Regions from separate parts of the Ovis aries genome. Here region 1 is linked to region 2. A link is a contact called in public Hi-C data. All regions are on one chromosome and are shown on one strand. Each heading gives the region's core, a stretch centred on a gene start, on an enhancer-like site or on the middle of the called end of the contact. The rest is flanking DNA. Distances are from core to core; before and after follow the strand shown. Region 1 holds the start of PPM1J (protein phosphatase, Mg2+/Mn2+ dependent 1J). Region 2 holds the start of WNT2B (Wnt family member 2B).

The links. A called contact is a pair of places that touch in the nucleus more often than the background predicts.
Region 1: a Hi-C map of mixed tissues shows a contact between it and region 2, with 3 times the contacts expected there. The contact joins the promoter of PPM1J here to the promoter of WNT2B in region 2. A contact is called at or near these places in 7 of 16 Hi-C or Micro-C datasets (blood, hypothalamus, mixed tissues and 1 more).

The regions. Positions count from the first base shown.
Region 1 is chr1:90,108,613-90,113,872 of ARS-UI_Ramb_v3.0, reverse strand. It overlaps PPM1J (protein phosphatase, Mg2+/Mn2+ dependent 1J), which reads left to right and starts at 2,171. Exons shown (of 11, transcript XM_042252585.2): 1 at 2,171-2,530; 2 at 4,133-4,247; 3 at 4,740-5,027. The coding sequence starts at 2,205.
Region 2 is chr1:89,919,346-89,924,637 of ARS-UI_Ramb_v3.0, reverse strand. It overlaps WNT2B (Wnt family member 2B), which reads right to left and starts at 1,522. Exons shown (of 5, transcript XM_004002328.6): 1 at 1,047-1,522. The coding sequence starts at 1,237.

The DNA.
Region 1 (5,260 bases), core at 922-3,421, 190 kb before region 2:
GTTCTGGGGCAGTCTGAGGATGGAGGAGGTGTGATGATGCCAGGAATAGCTGGTGAGAGATTCAGGGAGAGGAGATCCTTAGGATTTGGGTATGGTCAGAAGGCTGTTCTGAAGCCCAAGGAAACTGTTGACATCCCTGTTGACCATCTGGTGCTGAAACTAGGAGGTCTTTGGGCCCTGGCTCTGTAGCCCACTTGCAGTCACATCATGATGGATGTTGTGAAGAGCAAGAATTACGGAGCTGAGGGGAAAAAAAGGAATTACGGAGCTGAGTGACACAGAGAAGTGGTAAGCAAACTGTCCCAGAAACACTGAATAATAAAAATAGCCAGGATGTTGTATTTTTTTCTTCTGTCTTTAGCTTGCTGTAGCTGTTTATGCCATTTATCTGTGAGCTCATTTCAGTTTTTCTCAAACAGGAGGGAAATATCCTTAGCAGCAGCAGCAAGTCCTTTATCTCCATCTGCCTTGCCACTCTGTGTGCCTTGGGTCTGACTTTTGTGTTCTCTTTTCTTGTGACTTCTTTTTTATTTCTCTCTGCCCAGGGTGTAGGTGTAATTACAGAAGTCTACCAACCTGAATGACCATTGTGATATTTTTATTTGGAAGCTACCAGGAAAGTCACCCCTTCTGGGGCTACAGGGTAGCCAGGAACAGAGTCGTGGTCAGGAAGCACCCACCAGACAGTCCAGAGGTGGAATACCCATCATGAACTGGGTGCCAGTGACCTCTGAGGACTACCCTAACTTGCATTAGGACCTTAAGGGCCTTGTCCCCATTTGAACCATGCATGGGGAAGGAGGTGTCTCTGGAAGCCCAATCAATTCCCAGGCTTAGGGACCATAGCTCTTTCAGCAGCCTGTCTGTACTGCCCTCCCCTCTCAGCTAGGCACTTAGCCTGGCCTCTGTCTCCCCCCGGTGGCAGTCACAGAAGTTGTGCACCTGGATTGCTCTCAGTCTCTGTGTTAAGAGAAAGAGGGTGAGAGAAAAGGAACCCCCACTTTTCTGCTCTTCACCTATCTCTTCTTAACTCTTCTTCTCTGATCTAGATTCTTAAGATAGTATCAGTTTAGGTGGTTGGGAAATGGACACAGGCATAAATTTCACACTGGGTGGTTGACCTCCTGGAATAAGTCATGTAAAATAACAGGAGCGTCCAGACATGCCTCATCCATAAAAAGAACATAACAAAAACCTAGGTAGGGTTAGTGTGCAGTGTAAAGGGCCTGAAGTACAGAAAGCGCTTTGCAGAGGGACCATTATGTAGTTAGTCCTCAATAAATGGTAGTCATTGTTGTTATTCTTACTACCTAATTCTGTGGTAAAGAAAGAAAGTGAAGTTGCTCAGTCATGTCCGACTCTTTGTAACCCTATGGACTGTAGCCTACCAGGCTCCTCTGTCCATGGAATTTTCCAGGCAAGAGTACTGGAGTGGGTTGCCATTTCCTTCTCCAGGGGATCTTCCCAACCCAGGGATCGAACCCAGGTCTCCCGCATTGCAGGCAGACGCTTTACCATCTGAACCACCAGGGAAGGTGTTTTAAATATGGAAATATGGGAAGAAATTGGGTCCTGAAGAAAAATGGAGTGGCAACCGCTCTGACGGATCTAGAGGTGGTCTTCACGGGGAACAGTGCCTCTAGGAATCCAGGAACTTATCCAGCTCCCCAGTGCAGGATGACTGGCTCCAGCCTGCCTTGTTACCATCTCCACAGCAACCCAGCAACAGTTCGCTCGCCCTCATTCTCACTCTGGCAGACCAAGCCAGAGGTGTTATCACACCAGAGCTTCACACCCATAGGTCTTTGATGGAAGTCATCAGCTCCACCAACCTCTGGGCAGGCTGGCCACAACGAACCGAGGTCGAGGAGACACCACCTTCCCGTCACAATGGGGAAGTTCTAGCTGATGTCTAATGTAGAGCAAGGCTGAAGTAAGATTTCCTTCTCTCTGTTCCCTCCCTACAACAGCAGACCCTTCTTCCCCTAAAAAACGGAGGCGGGAGAAGCCGGACGGGGCGGGTAGAGGCCACTAGCCCGCGGGGCGGGTCCGGGAGCCGGGAAGTTTTGCCGGGGACCTGCCTGGGGGCGGGGAGCCAATGGAGGGACCGAACCGACCAGAGCGAGCACCGCCCCTCGCGAGCCCTAGGGGGCGGGGCCTGCTCTGGGGCGGGGCCACGGCCGAGGGCGGGGCAGGGAGGCAGCATGCTAAACCGGGTGCGCTCGGCCGTGGCGCACCTGGTGAGCTCTGGGGGCGCCCCGCCTTCGCGCCCCAAGTCGCCAGACCTGCCCAACGCGACCTCGGCGCCACCCGCTGCCCCTCCACAAGCTCCTAGGAGTCCTCCGGCCAGGGCTGGGAGCGGGGGTGCGGCTCCAGCGAGGACAGTAGAGGCTCGAGCAAGCTTCTCCCGACCGACTTTTCTGCAGCTGAGCCCCGGGGGGCTGCGACGCGCCGACGACCACGCTGGCCGGGCTGTGCAAAGCCCACCGGACACCGGCCGTCGCCTGCCTTGGAGCACGGGCTACGCCGAGTGAGCGCCCCCAGGGGCACCCTAACCAGGATGGGACTCCCCCTCCCAACCTCCTCCCCACCTCGGCATTCCCGGCCCTGGGATGCATCCCCCTCGCCGCGCTCGGTGCCAGGGGGCTCCCTTTTCCCAGGACCTTTGCTTTCCCTGGGCTTCGGGCCGCACCCGCTCCCAGCCCTTTCTCAAGTCGGGTGCAGCTTTTTCTCAGGATCTTCTAGCTCCCTGACTGTCCTCACCCGCGCCGCTTCAGAACCTTGTTCTCTCCCAGAGCCGGGAGGGCGAAGGGCCCGTGAGCGATGAGTTGGCCAGTTCTCAGCCGCGGCCCCGTAGTTTAGCGGCCAAGACAGGGGAGGTGTCAAGGGCCGGGGGTCCCTTGTAACATAGGAGATGGCAGCTGGAAAAATTCGTTGGGCTTCCCGACCCCAGCGCCCCAGTTCCCTGTCCCTCTTACCGTTCCCCTCCCCCTCCACACCCAGAAATAGCCCTCGACACCAGGCTGCCGCCGGCTTTCCCAGGGGCGGAAGGTAGGGGGCGGGGGGCGCCCGGGGGAAGCGGGAGGGCCCCCTTGAACACCCTTTGGTGGGTGGACTTGCCCTGGCCAGGCAAGGAAGTGGACCCTCGGGCCAGAGCGGTCAGAGTGGCAGGAGCAGCCGGCTTGCTCCAAGGCCACCTGGGTTTTGTTTGTCTGTCTGTATGTCATGAGGGATCTTAGTTCCCTGACCAGAGATACGGGATTGGAGGTGAAAGCACCTAACCACTGGACCGCCAGGGAATTCCCATAGGGCCCGTGGATTTTTAATGCATCTGCTGGGAAAGCAGAGCACTTAGGAAGCTGAGGGTGCCCAGGGGCTGAGGGTGGTGGCTGGCGGACCTGTGGCCCCACTATCAGCTCCTTTAACTTCCTATTTGGAAAGAGTTTGGGGTTGTGTGGCTCCAGCACAGTCCATGGGGTCTTCCACTCCTACCCTATTTCAATTCCTCTTTCCTGATATGGGCTGGTACACTTACTCTTTGCCAAAGCAGCAGAAACTGGGACTTCCATGTTAAGACGCCAAGCTTCCAACACAGGGCGCTCAGGTTCCATCCCTGATTGGGAAACTAAGACCCCCACAAGCAGTCAAAAAACAAAAACAAAAAAAACAAAGCAGCAGAAACTTTCACTGGATGATTTTAGGATAAAGGTGGGTGTACTTGTGAGGGTAGGGTGGGGTCTTGTGGATAGGGCACTAGAACAGTTTGGGGGGAGGTGCACCAGGGTGGATGTAGGATCTTGGCAAGCCAGGAATTAAAACCTCCTCCCCTTCATCCAGGCCTTCCCCCAGTAGCACCATCAGGATGTCCCCTTAGCCAGAGGTGGGAGGACTGAGGTGGGAAAGTGCTGCTGTGGCTGTGGCCTTTCTAGAAGCGGTGGAGCCTGACACCCAGACTGTACTCCTTGTGACTTGCCCTGCCTCCCTTCTCCTCCTCCCTCTGGCCTGGTTCCCAGGTGGCTGTGACCTTTCTCAGCTTGGCCAGCAGGCCAGAGAGGGTATGTGTGTCTAAGGTGGGAGTTATTCCAGGACCTGGCCTGGTATCCAACCTGATGTGGTCACTCTGGCCTGATAGGGTCATCAACGCTGGCAAGAGCCGGCACAATGAGGACCAGGCTTGCTGTGAAGTGGTGTATGTGGAAGGCCGGAGGAGTGTTTCAGGGGCACCTAGGGAGCCTAGCCGAGGCCAGGTAAGCCCCCCACCCCCTTTCCTAGCCTCCAGAGACATGGGAGACACCTCTCCCCAGGGATTCTAGGCATTTAGTTTTTCATCTGAGCCACGCAATACCTCCTAAATCACTAGCTTTCTGCCTATGGCACAGAACCTTTATCTGACATTGTTCAGTTAGATTCTACCATGTCAGTATGAATATTTAGTTTTCCACCTAAAATGTAGATGCTCATGTATTTATTGATAATTTAAATAATTACCATTGCTTATGTTTGCATCTTTATCCTTTGACTCTTTTGATACTTTGCTTTTAGACACATTGTAGGCCCTTGGTGAATGAATGAATAAATCTAATTTGCCTTTAATACCAAACTCTGACTTCCTTTCTGATGTTTATATGGATGCCCAGAGTCTTGCTTTTCTCCCTGCATAAAACACACACACACACACACACACACACACACACACACACACTCACTCACTCACTCACCTCCAACTTTTCCTTCCCCAGGGACTCTGCTTCTACTACTGGGGTCTGTTTGACGGGCATGCAGGGGGCGGGGCTGCTGAAATGGCCTCTAGGCTTCTGCATCGCCACATTCGGGAGCAGCTAAAAGACCTGGTAGAGATACTCCAGGACCCCTTACCGCCCCCCCTCTGCCTCCCGTCCACCCCGGGGGCTCCAGGTTCCTCTGATTCCTCTCAGTTGGTTGGTCCTCAATCCTGCTGGTCTTCACAGAAGGAAGTGACTCATGAGAGCCTGGTAGTGGGTGCCATTGAGAATGCCTTCCAGCTCATGGTAAGTGGGTGGCCCAGGCCAAGGGCCTGCCAGGCTAACACTCTGGTCAACTATGTATAGGAGTCAGGTGGCCTGAGGAGGTGACTCTGAGAACCCATAACAGCTTCGAAAACCTGAGCAGAACTTGGTTCAGAGGCGGGGAGGGAGGGTGTGTTATACAGATGTCTTCCTTCCTCTCCACCAGTGTGGCTGGCCTGGGCCAGTTTATTTCTGCAGATGTGGGCCGGGTGGCT
Region 2 (5,292 bases), core at 273-2,772:
GGGGTAACAGCCCAGTCAAAGAGGCCAGTTTAATTGGGGGGTGAAGAGGAAAGACAAGACTACTAAGTCATTTCTCAGTCCCACTCTCCCCCTGCTCAGCCCCTAGGAGGTAGGGGAGGAGAGAGGGCAGCTCAGTTCTGGGAGAAAAAGATGGGTGCCATCTAGACCCGGGGCGGGGGGGGGGGGGGGTGGAGAGAAGAACAGATACCCAGTGGATTCGTAATTCCTTCTGCCTCATTTGCCCTCATGTGAAATGCCTGGTGTCTAAGGCCTGCAAGAAATCTGAGGAGAGGATCTCTTAATGCTTTGAGACTAGAAGCCTCTAGTTCTTAGAGGGGAAAAGATGGGAGAAGGGCTCATCTAGGGAAGAAAAAGGAAGCAGAGAAGGAGATAAAGGTTCGAAGCGAGATCCGCAAAACAGGCTGAAGACAAAATGTCTAAAGCATGCAAACCCAAGTAATCTGTCTGTTTTAGTTGTGGGAGTTAAGGGGGTAGTTTTTGCCTTAATTCCATTTCTAAACCTTGCGCTGGGTACCGCTGCCTCACCCGCGCCTCACTGCGCAGTGGGGTGAGGGTCGACCAACGAGAGGCTCGTCCAAGTTTGCCAGCTGCCTCTTTCTCCACCTCCCGAGGGCAGGCGGGGACAACCTCAGGGGATCGGAGAGTTCTCTTGGACGGCCACCGCGGCCCCAGACTGGTTCCTTGAATCCATCCTAAGAGAAACTCGTAAGGTAGCTTTTGCCCTACGAGAACTGAGCTGAAATAGAGGAGGTCTGAGAAGCCTCGATTACCCCGCGTCCCTGCTCCGAGTACCTAGCGCCCTCATCACCGGACGGGGAAGGAGCGGCGCCACCTTACCCCCTCCCCATGCCCCTGCGCCCCTTGGCGACTTCAGTGACAGTTGAGCCCGGATCGTCTCTAATTCCCGTTACAGCGACAACCTGGTCTCCTGAGCAGCGGGGGCCGGGAGCTGTATATTCCCTTTGGGCGCGTCTGGCCCCTTTAACCCAGGACCTCACCCTCCCAACCCCGAGAGCCACACTCACCACCAGGACGTGTCTACGCGGGCCGGCAGCGTCAGCAGCAGTAGCAGCAACAGAAGGCAGGCAAGACTTAGGCGGGCCGAAGCCCGAGAGCCGTCGGGGGCCGTGGGTCTGGCAGCCGACTCGCGGACAGGGGAGCGAACGCGTCGAGGGGGTCGCTGCGCGGATTCCTCCGCACCACCCGGCCTCAGCATAGCTCCCCGAAGACTCCCGCCACGCGGCCCGGAGGGGCGTGGACCGGGCACCGGCTGAGGGTACTCAGGCTGCTCCTACTTCACCCCCCTGGGGGGCCATAAGGCTCGCCGCCGGCCGGGGACCCAAGGGCACCTAGTGTCCAGGAGCCGGGGCGCCAGGTCCCGGAGAGGGGCACAGGGAGCCGTGTCTGGAAGCCGACGACACCGCGCCGAACTCGCCGAACCAGGCAGGGTTGCGGTGTCAGGGGGTCGGCGGCGCGGAGTGGGGCTGCGGACAGAGTGTGCGGACAGCCCCTCCGGCCGCGGGCTCTCATTGGACGGCGCGGGGCGGGGCCGAAGCCCCGGACACGCGCGGCCCTCAGGGCGGCTCCGCCCGCGCCAGCTCCCGGCGCTCCGCGGCGCCCTAGGTGTGGCGGCCGCCTCCGCCCCTCGGCGCCCCTAGCACCGCGCCGCGCCCCCACCTGCCCGGGACTGACGGGGCGCAGTGGCGCCCTTCTGCGCCCGGAGCACCCAGTCCCTGCCCACGCCGCGCCACCGGGTCCTAGCGCCCTGCATTCGGCAACGCCAGCCTCCGTGGGTGACGGCCCGGGGGCCCGGGGGAGGGGAGCTGCAGACGCTTTCCCCTACAGCCATCTAACCTACAGTGACACTGGAGTGAGCCACAGAGGGCTTGGGCATTTCCTCGGGCTCTCTCCCCCTCGGTTCTTGCGCTTCTGTGAAATGGGTAGAAGCTCTGCCGCGGGGAGTTGCGGGAGAATCTTGATTCCCTTTCCACCGCTGCCAACGCGGGCGCCACCGGCTGCCGACCTCAGGTAGGGCTTCTCTCATCGACCACCCGCTGCCCCTGGTTTTCTCTCTCTCTCTCTTTCACACACACACACACACACGCACACACACACACACAGCCGACTTCAGGTAGGGGCTTCTCTCGTCCACGACCCGCTGCCCCTGGTATATACACACGCACACACAGCGTTTAGACATAGGTCCCCCACACACACCCACACCCTCACACCCCGTTTAGACACAGGTCCCGCCTGCCGGCCGGCGATGACCAAAGCCGAGAAGCACACCTGCGGGCCGGACGCGAACTCCCAGCCCTTTGCTGCCCGGGTTCAGCACAGCTCAGTCGCTCCCAGCTCTCCCGAAGCTTCGGTCCCCCACCCCTTCGGGCGGGGCTGCGAGTACAAGAGAATCAGAAACAGCTGGGCGGCTTTCCCGAACCAGAGGCCAGGGTGGGGGTCCTGCTGAGAGAGTGGGAGCCCCTGAGCCATTTCTCTCCTTCGCCTTTCCACCCTTCCTCCTCCCCACTGCTCCCTTCCTTCCCCCCTCCTCCGCTCCCCCCCCCCGCCAGCCCCCCAGCAGCCTGGAGGCGTGGTAAATTGTGAAGGGCTTGGGGGGCTGGCAGCTGTAGAAACTGACCCCCTCCTTCCCTCCACACTTCTTAGGTTGGCAGGTAGAGCTTCCGGAGACAGGGTGCCCTTACTGAGACCTAAAAATTCTTTTTGAAAAATCCTGGATCTTCCAACTTCCAGAGTACACCTGGGGTCTGGCCCCAACCGCTTCTCCAGCCTCAGTTTCTCCTGCCTAGCCCCTCATTCCCAGGTGTCTTTCCTGCCTCTCCCCGTGATTTATCTAAACTATAAAGCCCTGGTGTAAACAACGCGCTGGAAACTGCCCAGCCCCTTCAACCCCAAACTCATTGTCAGTTCTTGGTTGGGGGGGGAAGGGGGGTCGGTGTTAGAGACTCCGGAGTGTGAGCGGACAGGGCGCAGCTGGCTGCAGAGAGGCTGCAGACATCCCAGAGGCAGACATGAGGGAGAAGGGCTCAGGGAGACCTTTATCCCCTCTAGCCATCTCTCAGCCCTTCACCTCACTTTCTGCGGCAGGGGGCGGAGTGAGTTCATTAATGCAACAAACATTTATTCCCTACCATGTGCCAGACTGTGCTAGGCACATCAGTGAAACAAAGCAAAACGAACAATGTCAGCCTGTATGGAGGTTTCACTTATATTGGAAGAAGATCGACAATAACCAGTAAACATCATAAGTAATACATAGAGCATGTTAGAAAGTGGTAAGTAGAGGGGGAAACAAGAGTTGTTCAGGGTAGGCCCCATTAAGGGGACATTCAAAGCCTCATGCAACAGAGAAGGTGCCCACCCCTGGGGGAACGTAGGAAATGGGGGCTGGACAGGAATTGGATGGGAGTGAGCGACGGTGAATACAGAGACCAGGCAGGGTCCGCATGCTAGCCGCATTCTTCCCTGCCAATCGACCCATCCCCTCTCTTCTCTCTGTCAGTCTGGGAAGCTCCAGTCAATCCTTCTGTTTCCCCGAAAAGAAGCCAACTCTATCCTGAGCTTCCTTGAGAGGGGCAGGTGAAAGAGGAGTAGGCCTAGGCTCTTTCCTGTCGAGACCCCTTTCTTTCCACCCTTCTTTCACTTCCTCCCAGCCCAGCCCCACCCTGATGCTGGGCAGCAGTCTGCAAGCTCTGGCAGCCTCTCCTAGACTCCCCTGTGTGCGGAGGCCTGGGTGTGACTCTGGCCCTGTATTTATTTCTACATATGGGCCTGAGGTTGTGGGGTGGGGAACTGGAGATGACCACATCAACCCTAACCTTGGGTGGACTCGCCCACATGGGCCCCAAACTCACTTACGAGGCCCCTTCTTTGGCTTCAGCTGTCCTCATAGTCAAGTGGGACCGTGTCTTGGCACAACATAGATGCTCAACTATTAAAGCATATTGCTGAACTGAGGGGGGCCCCAGAAACATCAGCAGCTCCAAGAGGGAGGGAAGTGGGTGAGGGGACAAGACTTTCCCTCAGTGCTTACAGGCTACCTCTGCCCTAGAGTGGACAACCAGGATGGGGCTTCTCTCCTTCTCCCCCCTCACCTCTGAGCCCCTAGTTCCCCAGGAGGAACCCCAGGCTGCAGGAGCCAGCTGACTGCAAGAGCTGCACTCAGCCACTTAACTAGAGAACAAATACGGAGTCAGAGAAGAGGTTTTCTGGGATCTGCCACTTTGGAGTTCAAATCTCAAAATAAACTTCCAGTCTCAAGGTCCTAGACTCTACTGGAGAGCTCAGCTCCTCACGCAAGGGCCTGCTGTGGGGCTTCCAGGCAGAGGGTCAAGGCCAGAGGCTCAGGCTAGCGCCTGACCTGCTCCTCCCTCCCACCGCCACCCCTACTCCACCACAGTGGGAGCCAGGGGAGGAGTCACCGGCTTGGGAGTCAAGTTCTGCTCTGCAGGGTCCTGCCTGGAGTCAGGTCACTCACTGAGGTCCTGCTGTGCTGTGTGCCCAGCCTGGCCAGGGCCTCCTAAGTGACACCGAAGGAGTGAAAGGGTCTTACCCCCAGGGTATCTTCACGCAAATATAATAATAAAGTCATCTGAGGCCTCGGAGGCTGGGCTTTCACTGCTGACCTCCCCTTGCCCCAGGCCTCTAGATTCCCTGGGGCCTCCAACAGGACTGCTTCCACCAGCCTGGCAAAGCCAAACTTTCCTCCTCCCTCAAGATGCACCAGAGCCTCCTGCCCTCTCTAAAGTGGGTGCCCCATAGAAAAGGGTCTCCCTCTCCCCTGTACCCTACCCCCTGCTCCACTTCCCCCAGGGGGCCACTCAGAACTGTGAGTAGCCACTTGATTTTCAGCTGTGTGTGGCTGAATGATTTTAAATTTTGACTGGCCCTTGGATGGGAGAGGAGATGAGCTAAGGGGAGCTAGGGTGTGAGTAAACAGCTCTTTCTCCACCCAGGCCTGCCCCCCTTAAAGGCCCCCCTTCCCTGGGCCCCTTTGGCGATGACCTTCTCTCTTTCCCCGTGGGTGGGAGGTGGTGTGGATGGTAACGAGCAGAGAGAAAGGCCGAGAAGGGGCTGGGGGGAGGTTTGGATAGGAGTCAAGGAATTCCTGAGCCTGCTGCTTGCACAAGGGGCCCTGAGACGCCTTTCCTGAGATTTCTTTGCAAACCTAGGCAAATCTCATTTGAAATGGGGCCAGGTTCACCCAGGCCCCTAGCGCCAACCCCCCCCCCCCTCCCATTTCTTCCTCTCCAG